4 separate regions of the Mus musculus genome follow, and all the other regions are linked to region 3. Evidence: chromatin contacts called from public HiChIP or PLAC-seq data. All regions are on one chromosome and are shown on one strand. The core of a region is the stretch at or near the end of the contact, and the rest is flanking DNA. Distances in the headings are between cores, read along the strand shown. Region 1 holds the start of Ankrd23 (ankyrin repeat domain 23). Region 2 overlaps Cnnm4 (cyclin M4). Region 3 holds the start of Arid5a (AT rich interactive domain 5A (MRF1-like)). Region 4 overlaps Uggt1 (UDP-glucose glycoprotein glucosyltransferase 1).

The links. HiChIP or PLAC-seq counts read pairs in DNA pulled down with a chosen protein or histone mark.
Region 1: a contact with region 3 is called in a FOXA1 HiChIP or PLAC-seq map of pancreatic cancer cells. The contact joins the promoter of Ankrd23 here to the promoter of Arid5a in region 3. A contact is called at or near these places in 3 of 39 promoter capture datasets (cranial neural crest and liver), 1 of 15 datasets of contacts at CTCF or cohesin (the NIH/3T3 cell line), 7 of 115 datasets of contacts at active chromatin or transcription factors (bone marrow-derived macrophages, effector CD8 T cells, embryonic stem cells and 3 more) and 3 of 9 other capture datasets (adipose tissue, liver and pancreatic islet).
Region 2: a contact with region 3 is called in an HNF4G HiChIP or PLAC-seq map of pancreatic cancer cells. The contact joins the enhancer-like site here to the promoter of Arid5a in region 3. A contact is called at or near these places in 16 of 39 promoter capture datasets (the 3T3-L1 cell line, 3T3-L1-derived adipocytes, the HPC-7 cell line and 9 more), 26 of 484 Hi-C or Micro-C datasets (the AML12 cell line, the BV-2 cell line, the Ba/F3 cell line and 19 more), 21 of 115 datasets of contacts at active chromatin or transcription factors (the 230-238 cell line, DN3 thymocytes, the HPC-7 cell line and 12 more) and 4 of 9 other capture datasets (adipose tissue, embryonic stem cells, liver and 1 more).
Region 4: a contact with region 3 is called in an H3K4me3 HiChIP or PLAC-seq map of pro-B cells, with 2.0 times the contacts expected there. The contact joins the enhancer-like site here to the promoter of Arid5a in region 3. A contact is called at or near these places in 2 of 39 promoter capture datasets (the HPC-7 cell line and HPC-7-derived erythroid cells), 10 of 115 datasets of contacts at active chromatin or transcription factors (the 230-238 cell line, CD8 T cells, the HPC-7 cell line and 6 more) and 4 of 9 other capture datasets (adipose tissue, embryonic stem cells, liver and 1 more).

Annotation. Positions count from the first base shown.
Region 1 is chr1:36,534,387-36,538,068 of GRCm38.p6, forward strand. It overlaps Ankrd23 (ankyrin repeat domain 23), which reads right to left and starts at 1,353. Exons shown (of 9, transcript NM_153502.4): 1 at 1,296-1,353; 2 at 1-51. The coding sequence starts at 1,322.
Region 2 is chr1:36,496,163-36,499,914 of GRCm38.p6, forward strand. It overlaps Cnnm4 (cyclin M4), which reads left to right. Exons shown (of 7, transcript NM_033570.2): 2 at 1,828-1,971; 3 at 2,233-2,367; 4 at 3,249-3,418; 5 at 3,723-3,752. Among named protein-coding and RNA genes, the nearest start is that of Cnnm3, 14 kb to the right of the region's middle. Within about 2 kb of position 1,754, at least 13 of the 459 cell types and tissues checked have an H3K27ac peak or open chromatin away from gene starts, as enhancers often do. A contact at or near this core is called in pancreatic cancer cells, where this site is marked.
Region 3 is chr1:36,306,216-36,310,255 of GRCm38.p6, forward strand. It overlaps Arid5a (AT rich interactive domain 5A (MRF1-like)), which reads left to right and starts at 1,518. Exons shown (of 7, transcript NM_001172205.1): 1 at 1,518-1,621. The coding sequence starts at 1,618.
Region 4 is chr1:36,147,729-36,151,260 of GRCm38.p6, forward strand. It overlaps Uggt1 (UDP-glucose glycoprotein glucosyltransferase 1), which reads right to left. Exons shown (of 41, transcript NM_198899.2): 38 at 2,317-2,431. Among named protein-coding and RNA genes, the nearest start is that of Mir6897, 5.2 kb to the left of the region's middle. Within about 2 kb of position 1,858, at least 36 of the 459 cell types and tissues checked have an H3K27ac peak or open chromatin away from gene starts, as enhancers often do. A contact at or near this core is called in CD8 T cells, the HPC-7 cell line, the SCID.adh cell line and 2 more, where this site is marked.

The DNA of each region.
Region 1 (3,682 bases), core at 103-2,602, 230 kb after region 3:
AACTCCACGTCCAAACTCCAACGCTTTCCTATCAACTCTTTCTCCACTTACCTGCAGGACACGTAGGATAGATTAAGGATCGGGACAACTGTAGGGGTGCTTTGAAATCAGTGGTGGCATGGCATTAAGATGGCAGAGCCCAGACATACAAAGAGCAGATGTGAACCTGGGAGTCAGTCTGACTCTTCCTGCTGAATACTTCCTGGTTGGCTGCACTGTTGGCATGCAGGCACATGTGCACACGCATGTACACACACACACACACATACACACCACCTGCAATTTTCACCAACTGTGGCAATGGCCAAGGCCCAGGGGAAATGACTGGCTGTCCCTATCAGCAGATCACAGAGTTGAGGGGGTGGAGTCTATTTATACTGCTGTGTTCATGCCAGGTGACACCTTAGCTTCCACCCTGCGCTTCTACCCGCAGATTCCTATGAGGTTATGCCACACTGCCACCTGACTCGAGCTTAGAGATGAGAGGCCCTTGGGCCAAATTCCAAATCCCTGCTTTCAGCCCTTGGGTCTTAGAGAAATTATGTTTCTGCCTCGGTAAGATGGGCTCAGTGACCATCCACTACAGCCTACCCATTCCCTTAGCAGCCACCCGGGGAGCCAGAGAACACATAGGTTGCAGATGCTGGGAGAGAAGAACAGGCTGAGGCTTCTGGCCAAATGGCCTAGCTTTCCCTTCTAAGCCACTGTAACAACCTCAAGCCCCTAGGACCCGGCTTGGACATTTACCTCCCAGAGGGGCCACCACACCACAGTGAGACATGTGTGCCCCATACCCTCTTTGCCCCACGTCACCAGCATCACATAGCTGTACTGCCATGGCTATTTCTCTCGCTGCTGGGGGAAATCCAGGAACACCCCTTAAAGTGACCAGACCCTCTGGAAAGTTCCATCTGGACCGCCTCTTGCTTGACCTAAAGGAACTGTGCGTACAGCTATATCCATGGCTACCAGAATAACTATCACCATTTCTCTTCCACCATCCAACAAGGGCAAACCTACAAGTTTGAGGGTGCAGCTCTTTGGTAGGGTGCTACCCTCACATGTGTGAAGCCCCAAGATGGACCCCCAGAACCACATTCACCAAAACCAAACAGACTCAGTAACTCGAGTTCCCCCATCCTCTCGCAGCTCCTTCCCCTCACATGAGACCTGACCCTCAGATCCCAGAAAGCCTACCCTCACTCAGCCAGACTTCGCTACTCTGGCCACATGCTCTGGGTCCCTGCGCCTTGTCCTGAATCTTCAGCGGTCACCCATCCTCCTCACATCCTTACCAACTGCTCAATGCTGATGAAGTCCATGGTCCCCCCTTGCTCTCCATGCACCTAGCGAATTGAGCTCAGCTCTTTTATGGGAGAGCACTCTCTTGGGGGAGGGAAAGGACAAAGCTTGTGCCCAGGCCAGATGACTCTGGGGCCCTGTCACACTGACCAAAATACCGTTCTGGGAATGTGGCCCACTGGGGGCGGGAAAAGGAGCTGTCTGGTGCTGAGTTGGCAGTCTCCTCCCTTGGACACCCACTACCCTGCACCTGCTGCACCCACATCTACCAGGGAGCCATTTTACCACCCCATGGTCTGGGATGCCTGGGCCAGACTCAAGGGAAACGTCTCTTACTCTTCAGTTTAGAACCCACTGGTGAGAAGCCCAGGCTCACAGTATAGATCTGGCTGCCTGAGATGCTGCAGAGTGCCCAGTGCAGTCAGCCCAGCACAAAGCAGGCAACCTACAGAGGACCTCAGGAGCAATGACATAAGAGGCTGACCTAATGCCTTGTGAATTCTCATGGGCTACGTGATGAAACTAGGCTTCATACCATTTCCCAACTGGCTAGTCTTAAGGCTGCCCTTCCCTCCCAGATTTGTCCCTCAGCCGGCTGACAGCCAGCATGGCCTCCTGCCCAGCCTGTCATCAGCCCTCATATGGCTGAAGGAGCCTTCCAGGTCCACATCAGATACTCTCTGGGCATGAAGCATGCCCTTCAACAGGGCAAGGGGACGGAGACCTGCTCCAGGTCTTGCTCCGTCTGTCAATAGCCATGACGGCCAGCCACGAAGCAAACTGTTTTTAGCCAACAAAAATCAAATACCTAATTCTTGAGAAGCCAGGAATGCTTTTCACTCCGCTGTGCCCTGAACTCCAGCGTGACCTTTGAGAGGAAATCAGATACCCAGTAAACAAGATTCTTGCACAGGCAGCATCAACAGAGATGACCATGTAAGCTCGAGGGGAGGGGTGGCTAAAAGGACTGAAGACCATGGAGGGTCAGCAGTGTGCTTTTTAAAGCGGCCTGGGTATGCTGGCCCTGCAAAAACACCCTTGGTGATGAGGAAAAACACTTACTCCTAAGGAAGAAGGCAGATAAAGTCAGAGTAAGCCGGGCAGTGGTGGCGCACGCCTTTCATCCCAGCACTCGGGAGGCAGAAGCAGGTGGATTTCTGAGTTCGAGGCCAGCCTGGTCTAGAGTGAGTTCCAGGACAGCTGGGGCTACACAGAGAAACCCTGTCTCAAAAAAAAAAAAAAAAAAAAAAAAAAAAAAGAAAGAAAGAAAGAAAGAAAGAAAAGAAGAGAAAAGAAAAAAAGAAAGAGTAGCTCTGCTCTCCACTGTTCTACACTTGATGCAGCTGGGCATGGTTGCACTCGACTGTTATTCCAGTACTCGGTTGGGTAGAGGTGGCGCACACCTTTAATCGGAGCACTCTGGAGGCAGAGGCAGAAGCATTACTGGGAATTTGAGGCCAGCCTGGTCTGCATGGCCAACTCCAAAAAATAAAATAAAATAAAAATAAAATAGGACTTCTACACAGATAGCTTGTGACAAACAAACATTTTGCAGTCAAAAGAGGATCTGGGGTTCAAAGTTCTTCTGAGTCAGCCAGGTGTGGTGGCGCACGCCTTTAAACCCAGCACTGCAGAGGCAGAAGCAGGTGGGTCTCTGAGTTCGAGGCCAGCCTGGTCTACAAAGTGAGTTCCAGGACAGCCAGGGCTGCACAGAGAAACCCTGACTTGAAAAAAAACCAAAAAGAAAAGAAAAGAGAAAATTAATTGGGGCCACTCTGTAACCACCACCAACAATTTTTTTTTTTTTTTTTTTTTTTTAGGAAAATGCTAGTTTGTCCCATACAAAGGGAACTGGTATTATCGCTAAAGTAAAAACAAAAACCAAGATAATTACTCTTTATTTTTAGAATAAATCTAGAGACCTGCATGGTTAGTTACCCTCGCCTCCGTGGCTTAGGGGAAAACACGCCTTCCCAGCCTTTTCTCCTGTGCCTCACAGCTCGTTATTTGAAGAGTGTCATACTGTGGTACAGCTTGGCGCTCTTCCCACACTGCCACCAACGCTGGTACAGGTGGCACCTGACCCCCCTACCAGGGAGCAGGGCAATTTGTCTTCTCTCAGTCCTTCCTCTTCCTCCCCTGCGCACACACAGTCTCACACTGTTGCTCAGACTAGCCTCTGACTCTAATTCTGCCTAAGCTCCCGAGTGCTGGGATTCCATCAGCCGCCATGCCTGGTACCCATGCCTGCTGAGTCTCTCACCCCCAGTGCTGGGGAAGCCAGGGCCTTGTGCTGCTCTCTTGCAGAGTTTGTAAATGAGTCTGTAAGTAGACACCTTTGTAATCAAGGATGAGTCTGCCTATGTTGCCATGGAGACGT
Region 2 (3,752 bases), core at 504-3,003, 190 kb after region 3:
GTCTACTTTACATGGCATATCAGCAGTACAGAAACTCTGAAATGACTAACTCTGGCATGCTGCTTCTCATGTCTGCAGCCCGTCTCCTTCCCTCTCTGTCTCTGCAGCTGAGTGGATGAAGAGGAGTAGAGTGAGAGGAGGCCGCTGGCTTCATCTGAGCCTTGCTAACTGAAAGGACAGAATGGAGCTGTCTTGAGCAGAGAAGAGAAAGACTGTGGGGTCATGAGCTAGCTCCTAGCCCTGTCAGGTTCCAGGTGTTGAGGCTTTTAGCTTACAGTTGGATAGAAGATTTGAGGACACAGAAGAAGGCTACAAAATTTTACTTAGAGTCTGGGAATATAGCACAATATTCGAGTGCCTGCCTAACCTGCACACAGCCTTGATTTGGGATAGCGGTGCTCTCTGATGTGGGCAGGACGGTGCAGACCCTATAACCCCATGCACTTGGGAGGTAGTGGCGGGAGGGTCAGGGGCTCAGCTCCACAGGGAGCTTCAGAAAGTTCAGCTACATGAGACCCTGCCTTGAAGCAACAGATTTTTTTTTTTTTAATTTGAGCTATCTTGACACTTGTCTATTTAAGTCACTAGCAAGGACTCAGCTCTCCAGCATTAAGAGGTCAGGGAGGAACCAAGGATAGTAACACACCTCTACACACTTGTAATTCAAGCCCTTAAAAACTAAGTCAGTCGGGAGGTTCATGAGTTCAAGGTCAGCACAAGCTACAGAAGACAAAATCTGGCTGCTCACAACTACTGTCACTCCAGTTCAGTTCTGGAGATCTGACACCCTCTGCTGGCTTCCAGGGGCACTAAGAGTACGTACATGTGGTACACAGAGTGCATCCAGGGAAACACACACACATTTTTTTTAATTAAAAAAAAGAAAAGGAAGAAAGGAAAGGAAGAAAGGAAAAGGAAAAAGGAAGAAAAGAAAGAAAAGGAAGACACCCTGGGGCCAGGAATACAGCAGGGAAATGTCTGTTGCCAACGGAAAGGGGTTTCCAGGAGGGAGTAAGGACCACTGGCCAGCAGGTCCTCTAAGAATAAAACCTTCCCATTGAAGGTCACTGGTGATCTTAACAGAAGTGTCTTCTGTGAGAAAGAAAGGTTCTGCCATGATGAACAGCTGTCCCCTTTGGCAAAGCACACAGCTTGGGGGGCCTGAGCTAGCCCAGCATAGGGTTCTAAGTGGCTTCTTAGCTAGAAACCTTTTTGTAGGGCCCAGTGGGCAAGCTAGTGTCAAGAATTTTTGGCATTGAGCAAGGCCGACTGCTCAGTGGTTCCCTAGTGCTCCATGCCCACCAGGGGCCTGCCATGTGGGCAGCTGCTAGACTCTCTGTCCAGCTGTCATGTGCACGCCCTGACCATGGGCTTCCTGTGGTCTTGTACTACAGCCTCACTCCTCCTGGAGGCCTCAGAAGCCCTGGCAGGCAGCACCAGGCACAGCCTGTCATTCTCTCCTCCTCCTCCTCCTCTTCTTCCTCCTCTCCATCTTTTTTTTTTCCCCTTCTTGTGACAGGGGGTTAAGTATAGTCTAGGCAAGCCTGGGTTTGGTTGTATAACCCAGGATGGCCTCAAACTTGCAGCGATCCTCCTGTTTTTGCTTCTCGAGTATTGGGATAACAGATGTGAGTTACCATACCCAGTTTCTGTACTCTTTAAACAAAAGGTCCTCAATGTAAGGCCTTTCCAAGCACTGTGGTCCTCCTAGTCATGAGAGCAGTATCTGAAACCTGGCAAGGAAGGCAGACTCCGGTGACTGCCCAGTGACTCAAGCCTAATGTGTTGACATTGCTTCATACCTGACCTAGTGTGCTGTCCCCACAGGCAAGTCCCACCTGGCCATCGTGCAGAAGGTGAACAATGAGGGCGAGGGCGACCCCTTCTACGAGGTGCTGGGCCTGGTCACTCTGGAGGACGTCATCGAGGAGATCATCAAGTCCGAGATCCTCGATGAGTCGGACATGTACAGTGAGTTGAGCCCTCACCATGGGCCCAGAATCCTATTGTATCTCTGAAGTCTGGTATCCCTAGGCAGAGAGGCTACAGGGCATGGCTGGGGAGGCCCCAGAACCCCTGAGTCAGGTCTGGTAGTCAGCTAGGTGCCCTGTATTGTCTGTGGGGAGGAAGGGCACAATGCTGAGCCTCCTTCACCCTCCCTGCCTGGAGCCTGCTGCTCTGTGGAGAGAAGCCTGGGAAGTATAGTTCAGGTCCAGACCTTTCCTCTTACAGCTGATAATCGGACCCGGAAACGGGTGTCCGTGAAAAACAAGCGTGACTTCTCTGCCTTCAAGGACACTGACAATGAACTCAAAGTGAAAATCTCACCTCAGCTTCTTCTGGCTGCTCATCGCTTCCTGGCCACAGGTAAGAGCGTGAAGCGCCTTCCGCCATGGGTAGAAGGAAATGTAGTCACAGAGGGAGTAACCCTGGGCCTCTGACCATTCCTCCCAAGGAGAGCACTGAGTGCTGGCACACACTCACCTTGGAGAGGTCTGGGTATCTTACCCCCCTCCTCCCACAGAGATCATCATGTTCACCACGGCTGCCACAGACTCGCAGACACAGTCTAGCTAGTGTACAGAGCAAGCGCTGAGACATCCAAGGGAGTACCCGGCCCCCGGGCCCTTCAGGCTGTCTCCCTCTGACCTGCTAACCTGCCCTGAAGTAGGGCTTCCACCTTCCCTCTGTGCTGTGCTGTGCTGGGCTGGTTCCTACAGAGCTGACGTGTACCTCAGCAGCACTCCTCCCGTCCCTCTAATTTAAAGCACCTCTGGGACATGGGTGACAGTTGAGACAAACCCTGCCACCCATGCTGCCACTTCCCTTCAGGCCCACTTGCTAAAAGTGTCGGTAAACCCCTTTTCCTTTGTGTTTTTCCGATATGATGCAGAGTAGTAATTGTAGGAACACTTAATTAACATGCACCAGCCAAGAATACTCTACCTGTGGTGCCACTTAAGCATGAGACCACCCAGGGAAGTCGTGTCCCTATCTCCCTGATGAGAAAATGGAGACATGTAAGTTCAGTAGTCTGCCAAAGGGCATGACTGCTCTACTGGAGCTGTGGAAGCTGGCTGATGCCATCTAAGCCGCAGAAGCCAAGCGTGGTACTTCCCAGGGAGGTGCAGGCTGAAGAAATGGCCCAAGCAGGGAGGAAGCCATTCTAGTACAGAGTGGCGTGGTCACGTCCATGTTGGCTGCCTGTCCCGGGCGGGCACCTGTGAAGTCCTGTCTCTCTCCTGCAGAGGTGCCCCAGTTTAGCCCCTCTCTGATGTCAGAGAAGATCCTGCTCCGGCTGCTCAAGTACCCCGACGTCATTCAGGAGCTCAGGTTCAATGAGCACAACAGGTACTGCGTTCGCCACTACCTGTACACCCGGAACAAGCCGGCCGATTGCTTCGTCCTCATCCTGCAGGTGAGCCTCGGACCCAAGGCCTGAGTGTGCAGGCCACTCACGCCTCCCCACACCTGCACCTCGCCTTCTGGTGAACCACGAGAGAGTCTACGGCCTACCCTTGAATGTGCTTGCTCCAGGTTGTGTGTCATCTCCGAGAGGCCACTCTTGTGCCCACAGGTCAAGCCCTTGAATGCTGCAGGGCACTGTGGCCAAGCGTTTATGGCTCTGTTGTGTGCTCTGCCCTGCTTTAGCCCCTCTCCTGTTGCCACACAGGCCTCGCACCATCTCAAGCCACGCTAACCTTAACCCTATGTTCTTTCAGGGGAAGGTGGAGGTAGAAGCAGGCAAGGAG
Region 3 (4,040 bases), core at 268-2,767:
AGCAGGGTTTATTGGCTGTTGTAAATTACTTTCTGTTGCAAAGAGTTGCCTCAGGAGACAATTAAATTTAGATCTTATTGTTCGCAGGTTGCCCGAGACAGGTGTTGACTTGCTGAGGCTTTGCACAAACAGCACTGCCTGAGAGTGAGCTCTCCTGCCTGGACGGTAGGATCCTCCTTTTCAGAGGTCGGATTAGCTGTGGCTTTGAAAGGTAGTGAGTGCCTCATTGATAGATGTATCCAATCCAGGAGGTAGTGGATGGTCTATACTGCAACACTGAAGGCAGCGTGCAGATCTCCATACCTAACCTGGCACTGTAGCTAACCCAACCAATCGACCCTTACCAAATGAACACAGTGACTAGAAGCCTGTGAAGTTTCCAGGTGGTATCTCTTGGTAGATTGCATCTCTGCTAGAGTCTTGGATCTCTTGGGGTGGACTGGGGTTTGTAATCTTGGATGTGGGAGGCACTGTTACAATCATTGTTCTGCTCGTTATTCTGAGCAGTTAATAAATATCAACCACAATATTGCCTGTTACCAGATCGGCAAGCACTGGTTTATTACAATTATCCACCAAGCTCACTGGTGTCTGCTCCAGGCTGAGCTTGCAGATCTGCCATTCCAGAGCTTATGGATAAAGCCCAGAGGGTCAAAGTCATCAAATGCAGACTGTCCATTTGTTCAGTGTGAAGGGGAACACTAAAATGTTGGGGGCTAACTATGAAGCCTTCCTCTGTGCCCCAATTCTCTAGCCCTACCACCGACCAGTAATATGAGCTAATTAATCACCCAGGCCTGTTTTGCTCTATATAATGAAGATAATGATGGTATGAAATGCACCGAGCTGTATGAGTATTATAGTTAATCAACAGAATTTGATTCCGGGGATACTAACTACATAATAGGAACAGAGTTCGAGTTCAAGCTAATAAGGCTTTCTGCTTTTAAATCTCAAGTTTTAGCGTCATCTTCTATAACCCACACGGGTCCAAATGACTGTTCTCTCTACTAATCTTGTCCACATTCACCCTCAACTCGTTCACTTCCTCTTTGCACGGTCCATCTTGTGGCTTTCACTCAGTCTACATGACATATGTAGACATGGGCATTTTGGGCATTAGGCCTGGACCACAGACTTTCTAGATTGGCCTCTGGTAGGCTAACAGTACTTACTGTGTAAAGTTGGAAAGGATGGAACCGGCCAGGACCACTTCAGGTAAAAGCCAGAAGCACTTTATTTAACCCCACCCAGTCTTTGGCAAGCTACAAAGAGCGGGCAGTTTTTCTAAGACTCTAGTTTTGCCTCTAGGGAAACCAACAGACATGCGACAGCAGTTGATTCTTGAGTTTCTTACATCAGCCCCTAGCTGCAAAGTGGGCGCACACTACAACTCCCAGACGTCCTCGGGTCTAAGGGGGCGGAGTCTGCTCCGCTCTAGAAAATAGGATTCACCAATGGGCGCCCAGAGCGCTGGGGGGGGGCGGGTCCATGGGCGGGTCCGCGGGGGAGGAGGCAGTCGAGCGGCGCCGGTAGTCAGTCGCGCCGAGAGCGCTGGGACAGGACGGCTGTGCGTGTAGAGGGTCTCTGCATAGCGACGCGCGCTCTCGCTGGGCCATGGGTAAGCGGCTGGCGGGCGGCGCCGGGGTCAGAGGGCTGGGGTCCCAGAGCGATCGTGGCTCTCAGGGTAACCCGAATGTCTGCGTGCTCTCTTCTCGTGGAAAGTCGGGGCGGCCAGGGGCTTCCCAGGCGTTTATCTCGAAACTCTCCTCTCCGAGTCTGGACTGAAATTCACTGAGCCGCCCACACTTCCTGCTGCGGTTTCAATCTCGAGCTGCTCTGGGCCCATTTGTTGTGACAGCTGTCAGCAGCAGCTTCTCGGCCGCGGGCCCCTCCCTGCCCCGTGCCAGCCCAGCGCTTCGCTTCTCAGAAACCGAGGCGCCCGGGCCGCGCGCAGCGCTTCCCACTGCGGCCGCGATTCCTGAAAGTGACTGCGCGGGTTTTGAAGAAATTGCTCAATGCGCTTTGAAGAATCAACGGTTCCTCTTTTCTGCCAAGGGACATGCTGATGGTTTGACGGTCACACGCTTCAGATCCCCTGCTCCTTCTCTCTTCTCTTTCCTTTTTCTTTTTGTTTCTTTTTCTTTCCAACCCCCAGCAGGAAAGACGGTTTCTTTTTACCCGCCTGATCTTCTGAGTTTCCCTCTTTTCCCTCGGGTCTCTTCAAAGGGACAGGGTGATGGCCCTGGACTGGGGGTGTTTAGTGGACCGAGGGCAGAAGCTCAGGCTGCCAGAGTGCGACGAACAAGTTTGGCTTTGCTCTTATTGCGAACTAGGGGCACAACCACACCACCGATCTGTGGCCCTTTGCACTCACTACCCAGGCGTTGCTCCCTGGCCGGGGTCACATCCCACACCTAACCCACAGGCACAGTGGGGCCAACCGTAGGCCGGGAAGGCCTCAAATTAATCCCAAATTGTGCTGCTCAGGCTGTATCCCCTAGTTTGCAGAGTCTTTCATTTCAGATGAGTGTAACAGGTGCTCCTTGCCCCGCCCCGCGGGCACTGCTGGGAATTGATGCAAATCTAAGGATCTCAGTGTCTAAAGAGGATGGATGCCTGGGCAGGGGAGGGTGAGGAATGTTAAGCTAGAGGGTCTGTCTCTACAGCAGTTAGTGTCCTAAATGACTGCTTGGCCTAGAACTTGAAGTGACAGAGGCAGAATGGCCTAGAATTATATACCCCACCCCGTCTTCTATTACAGAGAAACTGAGGCATAGAGACAGACTAAGGTCTGACAGTGAGGGAGGACCAGGCTTCAAAAACTCCTTGCTCTTTCTCTTCTTTCCTAGTGGCCTTCCGCTGCCCTCGGTGGGAAGCTGATCTGTAATGATCTAGATTGCCTCTTGGACGAGTGTAGCAGGCACCGTGCTAGGGTGAGGAGAGGAGGAGAAAGGAAAAGTGAGGTCCGGAAGTTCCCTGTGTAGGGGTTTTGGCCTTCTGTTGAGTCAACCTCTGCAGCTTGTTTCAGCATAGGTGGGGTGGGAAAACCGGAAATGATACATAGAGAGAGCAATTTTCATCAAACGTATGGATGAAGGGTGGGGCGGTGAAGACTCAGTCCTCCCAGGAGTAGGATCTCTTGGGCTCTCTCAGGGCAGTTGGAGTCTGGAATCTCATACCTGGTGCCCCTACACCCCTCTCTGCCTTTATGCAGCCCCTAGGACTCTCAGCTTGTCTCTAGCCGCTAACAGAGCTTGGCAGAGGTGCTGAGGGTGGGCTGTGGCTGGTGCTGTGTCCTGGATCCTCAGACTCCTGTCCAGCTGTCCTCAAGGCTGGCTCTTGGTAGGACTGTCCCCCCCCCCCCCCCAAACTGCCTACTGGAGCAAGCCCAAGGAGGAGAATGCCAGGCAGTTGGCTTCTGCCATAGAGTGGACTGACCGCTTCAAAGGCTGTCTTTGTTTCCTCTCCAGCTTGAGCTAAGTGAAACTTAAGCCAACAACCTCAGGCAAGGGGGTGGGGCTGTGTCTACTGGTTGTTATTGAGGTTGCTGTTGCCGTTATTGTTGTAATTGACGCAGTGTTCCCAGCCAGTGAGTTTTCATGAAAGGAAGTGTCACTTCCTTGCCATCACAAGAAGGGTGACTGGGGTAAGCAAACCAAGAAGAGGGAGGGAAAGTGGTAGCCGTGTCTGCGCCTGCTCAGGGGGGTGAGCCTTGAACCCTGTCTGAGCCTCAGTGGTCTCAGATCAGGTACACACTTCCCACATACTTAGGTCAGTCTGTCAGGAGCACCCTAGGGAGAATCGGATACGTGGGGACAGGCAGGTGTCAGTGAGGTGATCTGTAGGGAGAAGCATCATTTCTTGCTTTCTTCTGCTTAGAATACTGGCTATGGAGCCTAGCACACCCATCTCACAGATAAGGGGAGAGAGCTATAGAAACAGTGCTGGAGGTGATAAAAGATGCACCCAGCTTGGCATGGTGGTGTATGCCTATAGTCCCAACACTAGGGAATCTTACATTCAAGGCCAGGCTGGGC
Region 4 (3,532 bases), core at 608-3,107, 160 kb before region 3:
TGTTCACAGTCACTGAGTTCCAGGCCAGCGTGGCGATGTGAGATCCTGTCTGAGAACCATGACCAGGTCAGTTATGCAAGCAACAATCACTCCAGTCTTGTGCACAATGGTGGTCTGAATGAGAACAGGTCATAGGTTTGAACACTTGATCCCCAGTTGGTGAAACTATTCCCATCAACCACACAGCAGCTCACAACCGTCTTTCTGTATGGGGACAGGTTAGGAGGTATGGCCTAGTTGGAGGAAGGGTGTCACTGGGGGCAGACTGCGACATTTCAAAAGACCTACACCATTCCTGGTATCTCTCTCCATCTCCCACTTATAGTAAAGATGTGAGCGCTCAGCTGTTTCTGCTGCCGTGGTTTTTTTGCCCTGCCATCAAGGCCTCTAACTCTCTGAAACCATAGGCGCAGTTAAAGGCTTTATCAATGGCCTTGGGCATAGTGTTTTCTCACAGAAATAGGAATGAAAAGTAACTGAGACAATTTCCTTCATCAAACCGTCAACAAAATAAACTTTAGATACTGCTGAACCTGCACTTTCTACTCTGCGGGAAGATAATAATTATACATAATATACTTTATAATATAACACAGTCTTACAGCCATACATATCATGGCTCCCAGTTTAGGGTCTTTATGTGATTCCTGAGTGTGCAAATAAATGAGTGGGTTTCTGATTCTTGTGCCTTTTCTTTTCCTCCTGTTTGTTTTGTTCAATTCTGAATGTGTTAGCTTTTGTTTTATCTTTTTATTCTGTATTCTATTATTATCCCTTAGATGCTATTTTCTACTGAGAGACAGAAAGCAGGTGAATCCAATGTGAGGAGGGGAAGGAACGGGAAACTGGAATCGGGATATATTATGTGAGGGGGAAAATTATTTTCAATAAAAGGAAAAAAATAAAGAAAAGAAACAGCTGAGAGAAAACATGAACAAAAGCAGTCATATGCTCAGAGGTCATGAGATGAGAGCCAGCAGGTGGGTCAAAGACCTGGCAGTGCAAACTGTCACTCTGCATGAGACAGCTGCTAAAGATAAAGGACAGAGGATTCCAGCACAGACTGAAAACAAAAAATACTAAAATGGAAGCAAATATGTTAATTAAAATGAAGGACAAACAGAAGACTAAACTAACTAGACAGGAAACACAAAGAACAAAGGACAAAAGACTAAAATAATAAACTACTAAGATTGAGCAGGGTGGGGGGGCGAGCTGAGTGAAGGTGGTTAGCTGCAGGAAGCTCTACAGGAAGGAAGAGATAGAATGGGGAACGGCTGGTGAAGGGCACAAAACTACAAAGGAAAGTGAGTAGAGGGAACACATCCCCAGGTCAGCAGAGGCCAAGAGGCTAAATAGAAGCATGGTGTCCAGGCTAGACAGCAGGCTCAGTAGAGTCTACAGAGTGGCAAGTGGGCTGCCTCCTGCCTGCCACAGTCAGGGAGCAGGGCAGCAGTCTGCTATCAGGAGTGACATGCTCCTGACGCACGGGGCTCTGGTTATAGCCTTGGCTTTGTAGTGACTCCTTGATACACCTGAAGATGGATTCTTTTAATGGATGCTACATATCACAATAAACAACAACATATTTTAAGAAAGACTTTAAACAAGCTGGGTATTGTGGCTCATGCCTTTAATCTCAGCACTACGGAGGCAGAGGCTGGTGGATCTCTAGACCAGCCCTGTCTACAAAGAGAGTTCCAGGCCAGCCAAGGCTACTAAGTGCTACCTGGTCTCAAAACAGCAGCTGCAGCAGCAGATTGACAGTAGATATCTAAAACACTTAAAGCTACAACTGGGGCTGAGGAGAAGGGTGAGGGTAGGAGCCCTGGCTGCTCTAACACCTGTCTGTCACTCCAGCTCAGGGTGATTGAGACTCCCTCTCCTGGTCTCTGGGAGCACTGCACATACAGTGCATAGACCTACATGCAGGCAAAACACCCATGCACATAAAGACAAATAAACAGAACACAAACCCAAACGAAACAAACCTGTAATTTTACTTCTGAAAATGCTTGTTATTGGAAAAGTTATTCAGCAAGCCTTCCTGAAAGTTCTGACATGGAGGGCAGTCAGGGCTAGAAAATTTTACTACTTTTTAGTGTAAATTCTGAGCTTTTTGACAGTCTCAGAGCCTTTGGGATCAGACAAGTCTCTCTCTCTCTCTCACACACACACACACACACACACTCACTCACACTCACACTCACATACTTTCCATGAAGAAATAGTTCAGTTCTGAGAAAGCACACAAACACTACTTCATTTTCAGACACAAATGGCATACTTGTATGTGTAATGTCAACGGTCACTTACTTGATCAAGATTTGAAAGACTGTTGGGATCCTGGCTCAGACCTTGGTACTGTCCCCTGAGTCTGTCTCCAGCAGCTATTTTCCTAAACTTCTTCAGATCCACGACATACAGCGCACTGAGTGGAGAGGAGACACTTGTTACAGACAAACCATCAATTGATGTCAACAATGAACCCAACTGAATGGTGGGAGAGGTCATGGATGGAACAGGCCAGTGTCCCAGAGAGAGAGTGGAAGATGCCGCAGAGGGCGCATGCACATGGCCAAGAGGATCACACACCTGCAGGCTATGGCCTGCTCTGACGGCTCACTTTGGCCAGCTTTTTATTTTGTTGTCTTACAAGGAAACTAATTTCTGAGGCAAGATTTCTATCTAGGGGCTGGAGAGATGGCTTGGTGGTTAAGAGCACTGACTGCTCTTCCAGAGAACCTGAGTTCAATTCCCAGCAGCCACATGGTGGCTCACAACCATCTGTAATGGGATCTGATGCCCTCTTCTGGTGTGTCTGAAGAGAGCAACAGTATATTCACACACATAAAATAAATATAAGAAAGACAAAAAGAAATCTGGCTAACTCAAAAGATCCAGTGATAAAGATCACTGAAACTGATAAATGATAACAATTTGCCACCACTATCCTGACGACATCTTAAGATAACAGGAGAGGAGCAGGCAGGGTTCCAATTCTCTGCAGCCAAGAAACACGGAATAAAACTGAAGTCACCGCAGCCATCATTCATCTCTGTGTGTGCTCATTTTAACAAGGAGTTACTTAGGGCCCTGAGGATTGTCGCAGAGGTTAGGAGCCCTGGCTACCCTTCTAGAGGATCAGAGTTTGGTTCCCTTCATGCACACAGTGGCTCACCATCTTCTGTAACTCCAGTTTCAGGGACTCTGACATCTTCTGGCCTTCATGCAGGCAAAATACTCATACACATAAAATAAGTCAATCTTTTCTTTTTTTAAAAAAGATGTATTTTTTGTTTTTTTTTTTGTAAATGTGTATGGGTGTTTTACCTGCATCTATGTCTGTATATCACATGCAAACAGTGCCTACACAGGCCAAAAGGTGCCCTGGACCTGGGCTTATAGGCAGGTGTGAGCACCCATGTGGGTGTGGGTGTTGGTGCTATGGAAAAGTAGCCAGTGGTCCTCATCTCAGAGAACATCTCTCCAGCTCGATAATATTTCTTGTATATGTCCTAGCCTCCAAATC